Linked DNA regions of Mus musculus: region 1 is linked to region 2. A link is a contact called in public Hi-C data. All regions are on one chromosome and are shown on one strand. The core of a region is the stretch at or near the end of the contact, and the rest is flanking DNA. Distances in the headings are between cores, read along the strand shown.

The links. A called contact is a pair of places that touch in the nucleus more often than the background predicts.
Region 1: a contact with region 2 is called in a Hi-C map of the N1E-115 cell line, with 4 times the contacts expected there. The contact joins two enhancer-like sites. A contact is called at or near these places in 3 of 15 datasets of contacts at CTCF or cohesin (CD8 T cells, the NIH/3T3 cell line and large pre-B cells), 13 of 484 Hi-C or Micro-C datasets (the AtT-20 cell line, the C10 cell line, the C2C12 cell line and 9 more) and 3 of 115 datasets of contacts at active chromatin or transcription factors (CD8 T cells, differentiating embryonic stem cells and embryonic stem cells).

The regions. Positions count from the first base shown.
Region 1 is chr10:96,301,812-96,307,882 of GRCm38.p6, forward strand. Gm40748 (a long non-coding RNA gene) reads right to left here. Exons shown (of 3, transcript XR_871975.1): 2 at 5,008-5,353; 3 at 3,690-3,954. Among named protein-coding and RNA genes, the nearest start is that of Gm40748, 3.9 kb to the right of the region's middle. Within about 2 kb of position 3,765, at least 9 of the 459 cell types and tissues checked have an H3K27ac peak or open chromatin away from gene starts, as enhancers often do. A contact at or near this core is called in the N1E-115 cell line, where this site is marked.
Region 2 is chr10:96,210,039-96,216,077 of GRCm38.p6, forward strand. No RefSeq gene overlaps it. Among named protein-coding and RNA genes, the nearest start is that of 4930459C07Rik, 13 kb to the right of the region's middle. Within about 2 kb of position 4,118, at least 167 of the 459 cell types and tissues checked have an H3K27ac peak or open chromatin away from gene starts, as enhancers often do. A contact at or near this core is called in the N1E-115 cell line, where this site is marked.

The DNA.
Region 1 (6,071 bases), core at 2,515-5,014, 91 kb after region 2:
GTGTATTATGTGTATATGTATGTGTACATGTATGTATGTATAAGAGTGAGTGTGTGCTTATGTACAAGAGTATATATATGTGTGTGTGTGTGAGAGAGAGAGAGAGAGATAAAGAGAGAGAATGCATGTTCATGTGAATGTGCATTCATGTATGTGTATATTAAAGACTTGCTGACTGAAAGTGAACTCTAGTGATAATTTTAATAAATAGCGAATTTTAACTGAAAGGGTGGAGGGAGTACTGGGGGGGGGGTGCATCCTTAGGAGCACACCTGGAGTCGGTCGCTAGCTGACCTCACAAATTGGCAAGACAACCTCCATGGAAAATCCATGGCTTGCAGGATCTAATTCACCAACCCAAATAAGGCAGCCATGTGTGCTTTATTCTTCACAGACCAAGGGTCTGTACACATTTCCTAAGACAAATTGAGACTGTACCGAGCAATGTTTAAAATACTGTAAAAACATCTCAGAGCCAAAAGAGGGAAATTCATTCTTTAAAACTGTAGAGGGACTGAGGTATGGGTTTGCTGTATCCCCCAAAATGGACCTTTATACATTTTATGTAGTTCAGATTAGTTTTATTTTCATTTTCTCTTCCTTCCTTCTTTCCTTCCTTCCTTCCTTCCTTCCTTCCTTCCTTCCTTCCTTCCTTCCTTCCTTCCTTCCTTTCTTCTGAAAGAAAATTTGGCAGCTATCTTTATCCACATTTGAATATCTTAGAAATCTAATTTTACTCTTCGAGTTTATAGACAGAGACCTGAGTTTGCCAGTAGGTAGTGGATAAACTATGGTTTTTCCAAGACACAGCTTCCTAAACTATATTACGATTGGGAGTTGAAGCCAAGACTCTCTAGAGCAGTTAGAACAATAACATTTAATGGTTCTAATTTTCAAGCATTTTTTTTTCTCCTCTATTGACACAAGACTCAAAGTCACCGGTCAGTGTACATCCCCAAAGTCAGGTTTTCCTACCATAACAGAAGGGGATACTCAGATTACATGGTGACTCACAGACTCCTGCCATCTCAGATCAGCTTCAGGTTCCCCTTGGTTTAATTTAATGATCCTTCGCTGAATTTGATCATTTCTTTCTTCCTTCTTCTTTCTCCACCAGCTTCTAAGTTCCCATGCTCAAAACCTCGCTGCTGCCTTCCGTTGTCTCCCACCCTAACATGAAGCTCATCACATGGCTCTGCTGCGCTCCTCTCTGAAGATGAGAGCCAATTTTACAAAGCTGTGTTGAGGATTGGTAGGAAATTCACTTACCGGCTCGCAGATCCCAAAGATTTGCTCTGAGGATCTGAGGGGAGATGTTTGCCCTTCCCTCAGACAAAAACACATTGACAACTTTCTGTGTGATCTCCAGGGCTTGGTCCAAACATCTCAGATAAAGAATAACCCAGCTAAGCCAAGCATCTCTAAAGGCAGATGTTCTCCAAGTGTCAATCAAATCAGATGGTGCTCAGTAACTACTCAGATGCTTCTAGTGACCAAGAGGCCTATTGTCAGTGCTTTCTCTTCCTCTCCTGTTGTAAAGAAACTTTTATTCTCAGCAAACTTACCTGGGATTACCATCATTGTCTGCCACTCACAGTTGGCCCTACATGTCCAATGTCCAAATTATTGCCCCTCTCCCCACACAGCTTCTATTATTTGTGTGAAATATTTACCATCTTCTCAATTGAAGTTTTGATATGTAGCTTCCAGAATTTTCTGATTCTCATCAGCTTTTTCCAGATGCTGTCTCTAAACAGTCTCAGTGTCTTGATTTAATGTTTGATATTTTGAGATGAGTAACACTTTTTTGAGATACATAAAGAGTGGAAAGTTCTTGGGACACTGCTTTCCTTAATGATACAGCAAAAAGGACTTTGGTGTCACCTAAGCATGGCTGATCTCTACTTGTTAGCCATTTTGACCTAAGGTGGTGATGTAACTTCTTCAGTGTTTTAGTCTGTAAAAATAATAGTTCTTTCTTCTTGGTAAGTTATCTTAGCATTTGCTACATATTAGAAATTATACATATACATATATATATGAAAATATACATAAATATATATCACTTTTATTAATTCTGATTACTTGGGAAGATTATGAAAGTAGCATTCCATGGAGAACAGACAAATAGGGTCTCCAAGCATTTTTAAACTAATATTCAACCTTACTCCTCCCCCTTTAAAGTTATGAGATTACATTTTTGTACTTAAATTACCTAATATCGAGAGGCTTCTGCAGTCTCACCAAATCCCCATTGTGTCAGCACCGAGGATGCATACTCAAATGAAAAGGAACTGAGAGATGTGCATTCATTGTTTCTCTCCTCATACTGACTTTTATTTCACCACACAGCTCTGCAATGACCATAGTTGGTCATTTCCCTGATCCAACAGGAGAGAGAGACAGAGACAGAGACAGACAGAGAGAGACAGAAAAAGACAGAGAGACAGAGACAGAGAGATAGAAAGACAGAGACACAGAGACAGACACAGAGAGTGATGTCAGCATAAACTGAGTCCTCCTGTGTGAACATCCCAGGTGCTCAACTGCTCCTTTCAGAGTCCCTCCATTGTGATGAAAAAGATTAAGAAATCAGAGGATGTTCGTTCCCTCTGGAGCCAAACAGATGTTGAAGTCCCTAGATGTATAATGTATCATGTCTTAGACTCAGAGAGCACATCCAAGACACCAGCAAAAGCAGACTAGGAGAGGAGCATGGTTCTTCATCAAATTTCCATCCAAAGAGGGCAGCTGTAAACTCTTTATAGAGCAGAGCAGTGGGGCCTGTAGGGGATCCCTCAAAAGAGTGGGGATAGCCAGAGATACAACTACTGTCTTTCCCCGGGCCGCCCAATCCTTCACAAACTCCGGAGGAAAGAAAAATAATAAACAGGACATTCACTTCCCTTTAGGACCTCCCTTTAAAAAGAGACTCTAAAAAGGTCTTTTATGATATTATAAATACATTTTTGTTGTTGTTGCTATTTCTTTGTTGTTGTTGTTTTTTTTTTTTTTGAGACGGGGTGGGGGGGGGTTTCTCTGCATGACTCCAGCCGTCCTGGAACTTGCTCTGCAGACCAGAGTTGCCTCAAACTCACAGAGATCTGCCTGCCTCTGCCTCTCTAGTGAGCACTGGGATTAAAGGAGTGTGCTATCACTGCCCAGTGAATAAATTGTTTTTACTAAGATGACATTTTCAAAGGGAGGAAGAAGAGAGGAAGGGAAGAAGATAGACAGAGAGAGAGAGAATGAGAAAGAGAGAAGTCAGTGCTAAAATTCTTCACATAGCTCAGTCTGTTTAGCTTTTACTTCCAGTTTTGGAAAGGCAGTCAACATTTTGAAGGACAGATCATTCTCCTTGAAGGCTGAGCACAAAGAGATGGGCTGTGGAGACGCCAGACAGGAATAAGGAGGTGGCAGATTTGTGTGGACACAGGACTGCAACCATCTCTGCTCATACTGCAAGTGTCTTCTTGCAACAGAATCCAGGGAATAAGGAAAATAGGAGGTCTGTGCACTCAGACTCTCTCTGGGAATTCCCCTAAGGAAGCTGTTATTCTCAGTCTCTGCCTCTCAGGGACCCCTCGGTTGAATTGAGATTAAGAATCCTGTTATGATAACTTCCTGTCCTCTTCATCCACAAACAAGAGAACACTTGGGAAGATTTCCTTTTCTTACGTTTTATTAGAATCTGTCCTAAATTGTGGGGTGTATGAGATGTGGAGGGGCGGGCACCCAGAAACCGCATTTCGTAAGAAGCACGGACTCTTGACTTTGGCCTGTAACTACTTAAAAGCCAGATGAAAGTCTGGCATCTTCGCCTTCCTTTGGCGTCTGGCTCCTTTACTTTGGCGGAAGGCACCGTGGTAAGTTACTGTCCATAACTTGTGTCATCTTGAATTCCAGGAAGAACCGTCCTCGCAGGACAAACGCCCACTGCTCAGATGAAGAGAGCTGTCCGTGAGGATGAGATAAACAGATTAGCAAAATAACAGAGGGCCCAAAGATGCTTTATGTACTCCGTGGGAAGACACAGTAACCAATCAGTGAATTGCTCTTATCTTTGCCTGACATCTTGCTTAAAGCAAATAGCACACATGCAGAGACATCTGGCTCTCATTTCCTGGATAAGATGCAGGAATAAGTTAAATATAAACTTATATATCCTCCAAACCTAGAAACTTTTCTGTATCAATTAGCACATGGACTAAGGTAGTGATCATCCCAAGTGTTGAATACATAAAGTGAAGCGAGTTCTCACAGAAAAGCTATAAATAACGAATCTAGTGAACAAGCAGTTCCGCTAACTCTTGAATATATTAAAATACAGAGGTCTTTGGCACATGGCATCAATATCACTCCACTAGGAAGACAGTCATTTCATGACATTTATACATATGTGTACACACACACATACACACTCACACTAATTTTTTTTTCTTTGAAGCAAGGTCATACTATGTAGCCTAGGCTAGACTCTAACTCATGATCCTACTCACTCAATTTCCCCCCAGTGCTGAGATTGTAAGCGAGTGCCTCCATGCCTGTCTGGGGCGGGGAGAGAAGACATCTTATTAGATTGTGTGGAGTAACACAAATTATCTTCTCTAGGTCTCCAATTCCTAATCTGAGAAAAATACACTGTGTTCTTCACTGCCACTAAAGATATCACCGGCAAGGACAGCTTGTCAGAGGAGATGTGCCTCAGCAAGTGGATACCTGCCGTCAAGCTCACAGACACAGCAATGGCTGGGGGTGTTGGCTTTGTACATGCCCTTGGCCTCAGAATAATGAAGCTGTAGAGTCCTCCCGTGGGCCCCTCTTTCCTCAGGTGAAACTGTGGTGTGATGAAGAAGCTTTTGAGGGAGCGGCTGTGAACTAGTCCTGAGGTGATCTAGTGCTGAGGCGACTGATGCTGATTCTCTTCCATTCACTCCCGCAGTCCCTTTAATGAATGTTGCTGACTGAGTTTCAGAGATCGCAGACACTCAGACAGCAGCCAAATACCTTTTCTTCTCATCTTGTTTAGGGATTTCAACCATTCCTATGTGTCTTGAGATGGTCTGTCAGAGAGAGATGTTCCTTGAGTCTGGCCACTCAGCTTTGAAGATGGTCTGTGAGATGAGCTCATGGGACATTGTCTCTGTTTATTTTCTCCGGAGGCAAGGCCTTTGCTGACAGCGATTCCGAGTATCAGATAGCCAGACGTCATAAGCTGTCCTGCTTTGCTGTGATAAACACCGTGGCCAGAAACAATTTGAAGAGGAATGAATTTATGTTCTCTCATACTTCCAGATTACAGTCCATTATTGAGGGGAGCCAAGGCAGGGCAGGACTCAAGCAGGGCAGGAATCTGGAGGCAGGAACAGAAGAGGAATGGAAAGGAGCGCTGCTTACTGACTTGCTCTCTGTGGCTTGCTCAACCTGCTTTCATAGACAACCCAAGACCACCTGCCCAGGGATAATGTCACCCACAGGGGGGATGAGCCATACCAATCCCTAATCAAGAAAATGTCCCCACAGACTAGCCTTCAGGCTAATCTGATGGAGGCACCTCCTCAGTTGAAGTCTCCTCATCAAGGATTAATTTATGTCATAGTGACAAAAGAAATTTACCACCACATGGGCCACGCCCACTTCTTCTCTTAAGCCATATGAGCTGAATTTAAAGGCAGAGGAATTTATTTGTTTATTTATTTATTTACATCCCAGAGGCTTCTCCCCTCCCCCACCCTTGGACTCTGAGAGGGCAGGTCCTCCCCTCTCCCCCAGACATCAAGTCTCTTCAGGATTAGGTGCAGTCTCTCCCATGAGTTCAGACAAGGCAGTCCTTTGCTACATAAGTGTTGGGGACCTTCGACCAGCCTGTGTATGCTCTTTGGTCGGTGGCTCAGTCTCTGGGAGCTTCTAGGGGTCTGGTTAGTTGGTCTTCCTGTTGGGTTGCCGTCCACTTCAGGACTTTCAATCCTTCCCCTAACTCTTCCATAGGGGTCTTTGACCTCTGTCCAATGTTTTGGGTGTGGGTATTGGACAGAGGAATTCTTTTAAAAAAAAAAAAAAAAAGCAAGTAC
Region 2 (6,039 bases), core at 2,868-5,367:
TTCTTCACTGGTGACCAAACTAAAGGTGGGAGACCACACTGAAAGATGCTATTTGAATATGACTTATGTTCCTCATGGGCCTGGTTTCCAGACACACATATTTAAAGGGCAAATCCCTCAGCTTCCTGTAGATTGTGGCAATTACTCATCATCCTCGGAATAAATTCCTCTCTTGCTTTATGTCAGCTCCAGAGAGTCCCTTTGGTAGGCAGATGCAATCAACTATCATGTACCAAGCGCTGTATGATGGCAAAATCAGACTAAGTCAGTAAGGCAGACATGTACCTAAGTCAGATTCATGGTTCCTGCAGTGTGGGTCTGACCATAGACCATAGATGCTGTGGATAAGAAACAAGGAATGACAGTGTGCGTGATTTAGTTTCTAGGGGCATAGATAGACCAGTGAGGCTGATTAGAAACTCATCAATCAGGATCAAGTAGCCTGTTAAAAATAAATAAAGGGGATTAGCTGCTGTTGTTTTTACAGTATGGGCCAGGAATGAGAACCGCATCCCTTGAGTTGCTGACACTGGAGCCCGGGATTGGACAGGGGACACAGAGCTGCACCTGGAAACTGAGTGCTGAACCCAGCTTATCTTCTTAAAGAAGTCCCTGTTTCTTCTTCTTTTGTAAGTTTGAAAGTCTTAAGTTTTCCAAAACACTGTCCCAATGACTGTGGTTTTTGATTTCATATGAACCGGATAGAAGGTGTTTGGGGAAGTAGAAGCAGGGAGAGAGTCCTAGGCTCCTGATCTCTTTGGTTATGTAACCACGATCAGTGAGCTTGTATTCTAGGCCCACAGGATTCTCGTCTCCCTTTCAAACAACCCTCCAAGCAGAGATTATGAATTCAGTATTCTAGGGCAAGCCTATGGACTCAGTTTTAAAGCTCCAGAGTGATGGTGTTGAAACGCTTGACCCCAGGTGATCTGGCTCTAGTCCCAGTTGATGTCCACAAAACACAGTATCCCGCCTCTTTTGGGGAGGGGGATCCCATGGCAAGGCATCACGTGATCTGTCCATCATTGCAGGAGTCATAGCTCACCGCTGGAGTAGTGAGGGGCTAGAGATAAGTCCCAAGCTTACTTTGAGGATTCATTAAGGTCACTTACAAGATCTCGAAGGTATCAGTCAGGAATAAATCTTTCTGACTGAAAATCAAACTCCATGATGAAAAAAATCAGGTTGTATAACCCTCCTCGGCCTGATCTCTCTCACAGGCAGAGTCCACACGTTGTGCCCAGCTATCACTGAGGTCGGTGGGAGAGTGTTGTCTGTGATCTAAGCACGAGGGTGGACTCTATGGGGTCAGATCTGCCAAGTCATAACGTTTGAACATGGAGGGGGTGGGGATATTAACAAGTCATGGTGACTTGCCTGGTGTTGTAGATCAGGATGTCAACAATACTTAACGACCACCTATGACACATCACTATTGTGTAAGGATTAAGTTGTATCCTCTTTAGTCCTCCGTACAGGTCCTTGAGGCCTTATCTGTTTTTTTTTTTTTTTGTTGTTGTTGTTTTGTTTTTGTTTTTGTTTTTGTTTTTGATAGAGAGGCACACTCTGAGAGGGCTTGTGACTTTGCCAGTATCACAGACCCTGATGAGCTATTAGGGACTCGACCTGTAACTTCCTCCCTCTAAAGCTCAAATCTCACAGCATACGTGGTATGCACCAAGCATGTCCAGCTACACCCAAGAAGAGGTAAAGTTGCTACCCTCATTCGAGAATCAGTCACCACGACCAACAATTATTGTTATATTCTGAGTTATGGACACTGCCTTCATGGTAAAAGAGAAAGAGACTTTTAGATAAAGGGACAGATGCATGTTTTTTGTTTTGCCATGGGTTTAGATGGAAAGGGTGGCTACCTATGAGCCCACGGGGAAATAGGACAATCGCAATGAAGTCACTGTGGAGCTGTATAGAGGACAACAAAGGGGACTGTGAGAAGCACTTGGCAGCACGGGAGGCTTGTGTGCACATAGGCATTAAGAAAAGAACCTTATGTGCTCACACACTGCCGGTTCGCTGGAACATTAATTCACAAGTACTTAGTTTAGACTTGCAGACTCTTTCATGAGGATTGCATATCCACAGTAAATATAACTAGAATTAAACCTCGCCTAAATATTTAATATGGCAGGCCGTGGAAGATCTTCAATGCTTTAAAGAACTGACTGATACTTTTGATTTTTCTAATCATCGATGCTGAGAAGGCCATATTGCATACATATACAGCCCGAAGTACAGAAATATGTGTAAGGCCATTGTAAAACTTGCTGGAAATCCTGCCTTAAACCCAAGCAAAAGTTAATTGAATGGTGTTGTGTAGGAGCTCAGCAGTGACTTGGATAGCAACCATCAAACATTCAAACACAACATGATCCAAATCTATACTCATGGATGTGACACTCCCTGGCTGGGGCCAGATGACAGGAGCATCTTTGCTTTCCCTAATTCAGCTGTTAACATTTCTAGAAGAGCAGAAAGCTGTGCATATGATAAAATACAAAAAAAAAAAACCAAAAAACAAAAAACAAAACAAAACAAAACAACAACAGCAAAAAACCCCGCAGTCCATAGCGTGCAGGGCGTCTGAGCGTGATGGTTCAATGGACTAGTTGAGCATGATAGTTGGGATGAGTGACGGCATCCATAAGCATACAGGCTCCTGTGTGTTCCGAGCTGAGAGTACAGAGAAGCTGTGCGGTGTAACACAGGCGAGCCTAGCCTGAAGCACCTTGGGATTGTTACACAATTGAGGCTGAATTTATTTTTGATCATTGCACATCCAGGAGTCTTCTGCTATTGTCACTGTCTTTAGAACGGTCACCTTCAGCTAAGCGACCCTGTAGTGGGGTGACGACTTACAGTCAGACGAAGCTGGGCTCTGTAACATCTTTAAATATGCACACAGTATTAATACACCAGTGCAAATGCCTTATGAAAATAGAACATATTTACATATTTTACATTGCTAACCCCACTACTGTGGTGGCATGGGAAGCTGGGTAGCCAACTGATTTTTAATGTAAGATATTAGAAATACTGGCTTTCATATTCATATATATGTATGTATGTATATATATATGTATGTATGTATATACACACACACACATATAGTATGTGTGTATATATATCGTATGTGTATATATATACACGATAATATCGTAACTATACTACCTATACATGTGCATATATATATATATATATATATATAAACTAATTTGAATTGCTACTCCATTGACTAAGTACTTACGATGAATTGTATGACATACATCTCCAGACCCGCCCCCCTGCCAGCCCTGAAGGATATACCTCACTCATTTTCTTTTCTTTCAAGAAACCAATTTTGCTATCTTCAAGCAACCACTTCTTTTGTTGAAGCAAAACAGAACAAACAAACAAACAAAAAATCAACATTAAGATTTTCCTAAGCATTTAGAAACATGTCGAGCAGCCTGGGACATTCTGGAACCCTGTCAGAGCCCTGGTCTGTGAGCTAAGGAAACAATTTTGTTTGATAGAGTTACTATCTTCTGCAAAGGCTGAGTGTATATTATGTCGCATAGTCAGAGCACTGGGGGACACCCCCAGAGGGAGCTTGTGATGAGTAAATAACTTAGTAAGGCAAAGAATGGACACTGTAAAACCATTCCTTAATTCAAGGCCACGTGTTACTTTGGGATTTAAGGAAATATATTGGCATCTTCTATGTGATAAGATGCTTCAAGCATTTATCCTTAAAAAGGACTAAAACCCATTTTTTTTTCTCTCCTGTTTGTATCATTTCCTCCTCCTCCTCCTTACCCCTTCCCCCCCCCCCCAGTCCACTTTTCTCTCTCCCTCCCTCTTTCCCTCTCCCTCCCACTCCTATTCCCTCTGCTTCTTCCCCATCTCCTCTCCTCCCCTTCTATCTCTCCATTCTCCCTTCCTTCCCCTCCCCCTTCTTTCCCTGTGGTCATTGAGACGAAGTTCTTTTAACTAACATCCCATTTCCGCCAGCAGAGGGCACTGTTTGCGCGTTTAAGTAGATGTCTCCGCTTTGTTTTTCCAATGTGAACAGTATCTGAGTCACAGGCAGGCACGCTATTCGGCTGGAAAGATACTGGGGAGAAGGCCTGCCTGAGTGGTAGTGTTTCAACATCATTTTGCCGAACATTTCCTTTGTTCTCGGCTGCTTGGAGGGATGTTCATTGCAAATGCCCTTCTAGTTCCCGGTGGAAAATGTATGTTTTGAATGTGTGTTTTGAAGGCAATGGCATTGGGTCACTCAACGTCTAAATATCACAAGTGCTTCAAACCACTTTAGGTGTCAAATTCTGAATCAAGGTATCAGCCCCAGAGTAGATCGTCTTGCTCCGGGAGCATCATAAATAATTTCTGTAGCAGCATATGACATCATAAAGCAATCAGGCATTCCCTGTACACCATAATCGATGGACTTAGATGTCTTCGGATGGAAGGGTATGGTGAAAGACACTTTTCCTCTCACTGGACTTGAGCACTTTAGAATTAGTCAGTGGCTGCCTATCAAAAACGAAGTGAGTCACGTTCAACTTCCAATATATTGTGGAATATTTTCTCAAGAGTTTCATACACATCATTTATATAATATTGGATTATATATTTTGTGGTGAAGTAAGTACTTTTACATTTTTACGGCAATTATTTAAAAAAAATTAATCAAAGTGTAGATGAGAATGGCATACTTTAACAATGAAAGTCACGGTTAGTCAGATACCTACTTGACTTTCCCAGTCCTCAGTATCTCTCTCAGCTCAGGTATAACTTTTCATTTTGGAACCTGTATTTTAGTCCACCCCCCCACCCACCATCTCTGAAACAATCAGCTTGTCTTGCTATTCTCTAAGCTACTACTTTTAGATGTTAGCTGCTGTTTGACTGTAGCAGGAGTATGTTGCCCAGGGTTGTGTGTGTGTTTGTTAAAGCTCGGTCGCCAGTGTGGTGATGCTGGAGACAGGCACCTTTAAGAGAAGGTGGGGTAATTAGACCAAGGTAATTATTTCACACGGAAGGGATCAAAGCCATGTGTATGGGAACCCGCTGACTTCCTCTTAGAGTGGGTTGTTATAAAACATAACGCTCACCTTTCTCATGATCTGGCTTCCTGCCTCTGCCATGTGTTGTCTCTTTCCTTGCACTGGCTCCCCCACGGCACCATCTGCCACAGGGTAGCACACATAGGGGACTGTCACCAAGGGCCAAACACTCTAGGTTTACCCAGGGTTGAATTGTCAGACTCAAAAATTGTAAGCTAAACAGATCTCTCATCATTCCACAACCCAAGGTGGTTTGTTAGAGCCAAGCAAAGCGGGATTGTCTAATACTGTGAATTGTCCTTTTGGAATGTACCGATAGATAAGACTCTCACCTCTCTGTCCCTCTGCTCACCTTATTTCTGTCACATCTCTGTTGGTTACCTGTTCAGCTGTAGGAAGAGCACTTAGACCTTCCATGGTGAGCAGTCTACTCTGAGTGGCCTTGCTGTTCTCCGATGCCTTCTGCCGCCCAGGTTTAGTAAATTTCCTCTACACGATCAAGGTTACTAATGTTTTCCTTGTGCTCTCTGGGCACGATGATAACGTCTTTGTCTACAGTATGTGAACTTATCAATGGCATTTTCCCTGAAAGTCAGGGTTGCTTCTCACGGCGACCGATCGTGTGTTAGTTATTGTTGTACTCCTGTCTCTTACTATGGTGTGGCGTGTGTGCGCGCGCACGCATGCGCAGGAGCGCTTTCTTGTATTTCCATGTGTGGGGTTGCCTATGCATGCACATGCATGTGGAGACCTAGGGTCGATGTGAGGAGGCTTCTTTGATTGCTCTCTACTTTATATAAGAAGGCAGGGCTCTCACTGGCACTGAGACTTCACTAATTTGACTAGTTCCAGGGTTAGGTGGGTGCTGGGCCCTGAACTCGGGTCCTCAGGCTTGCGTAGCCGGCTTTCCTTCTACCCATCGACCCACCTCTCCTTCTTCATTTTCCTTTTTCTTAAATGCTGTTTGTCT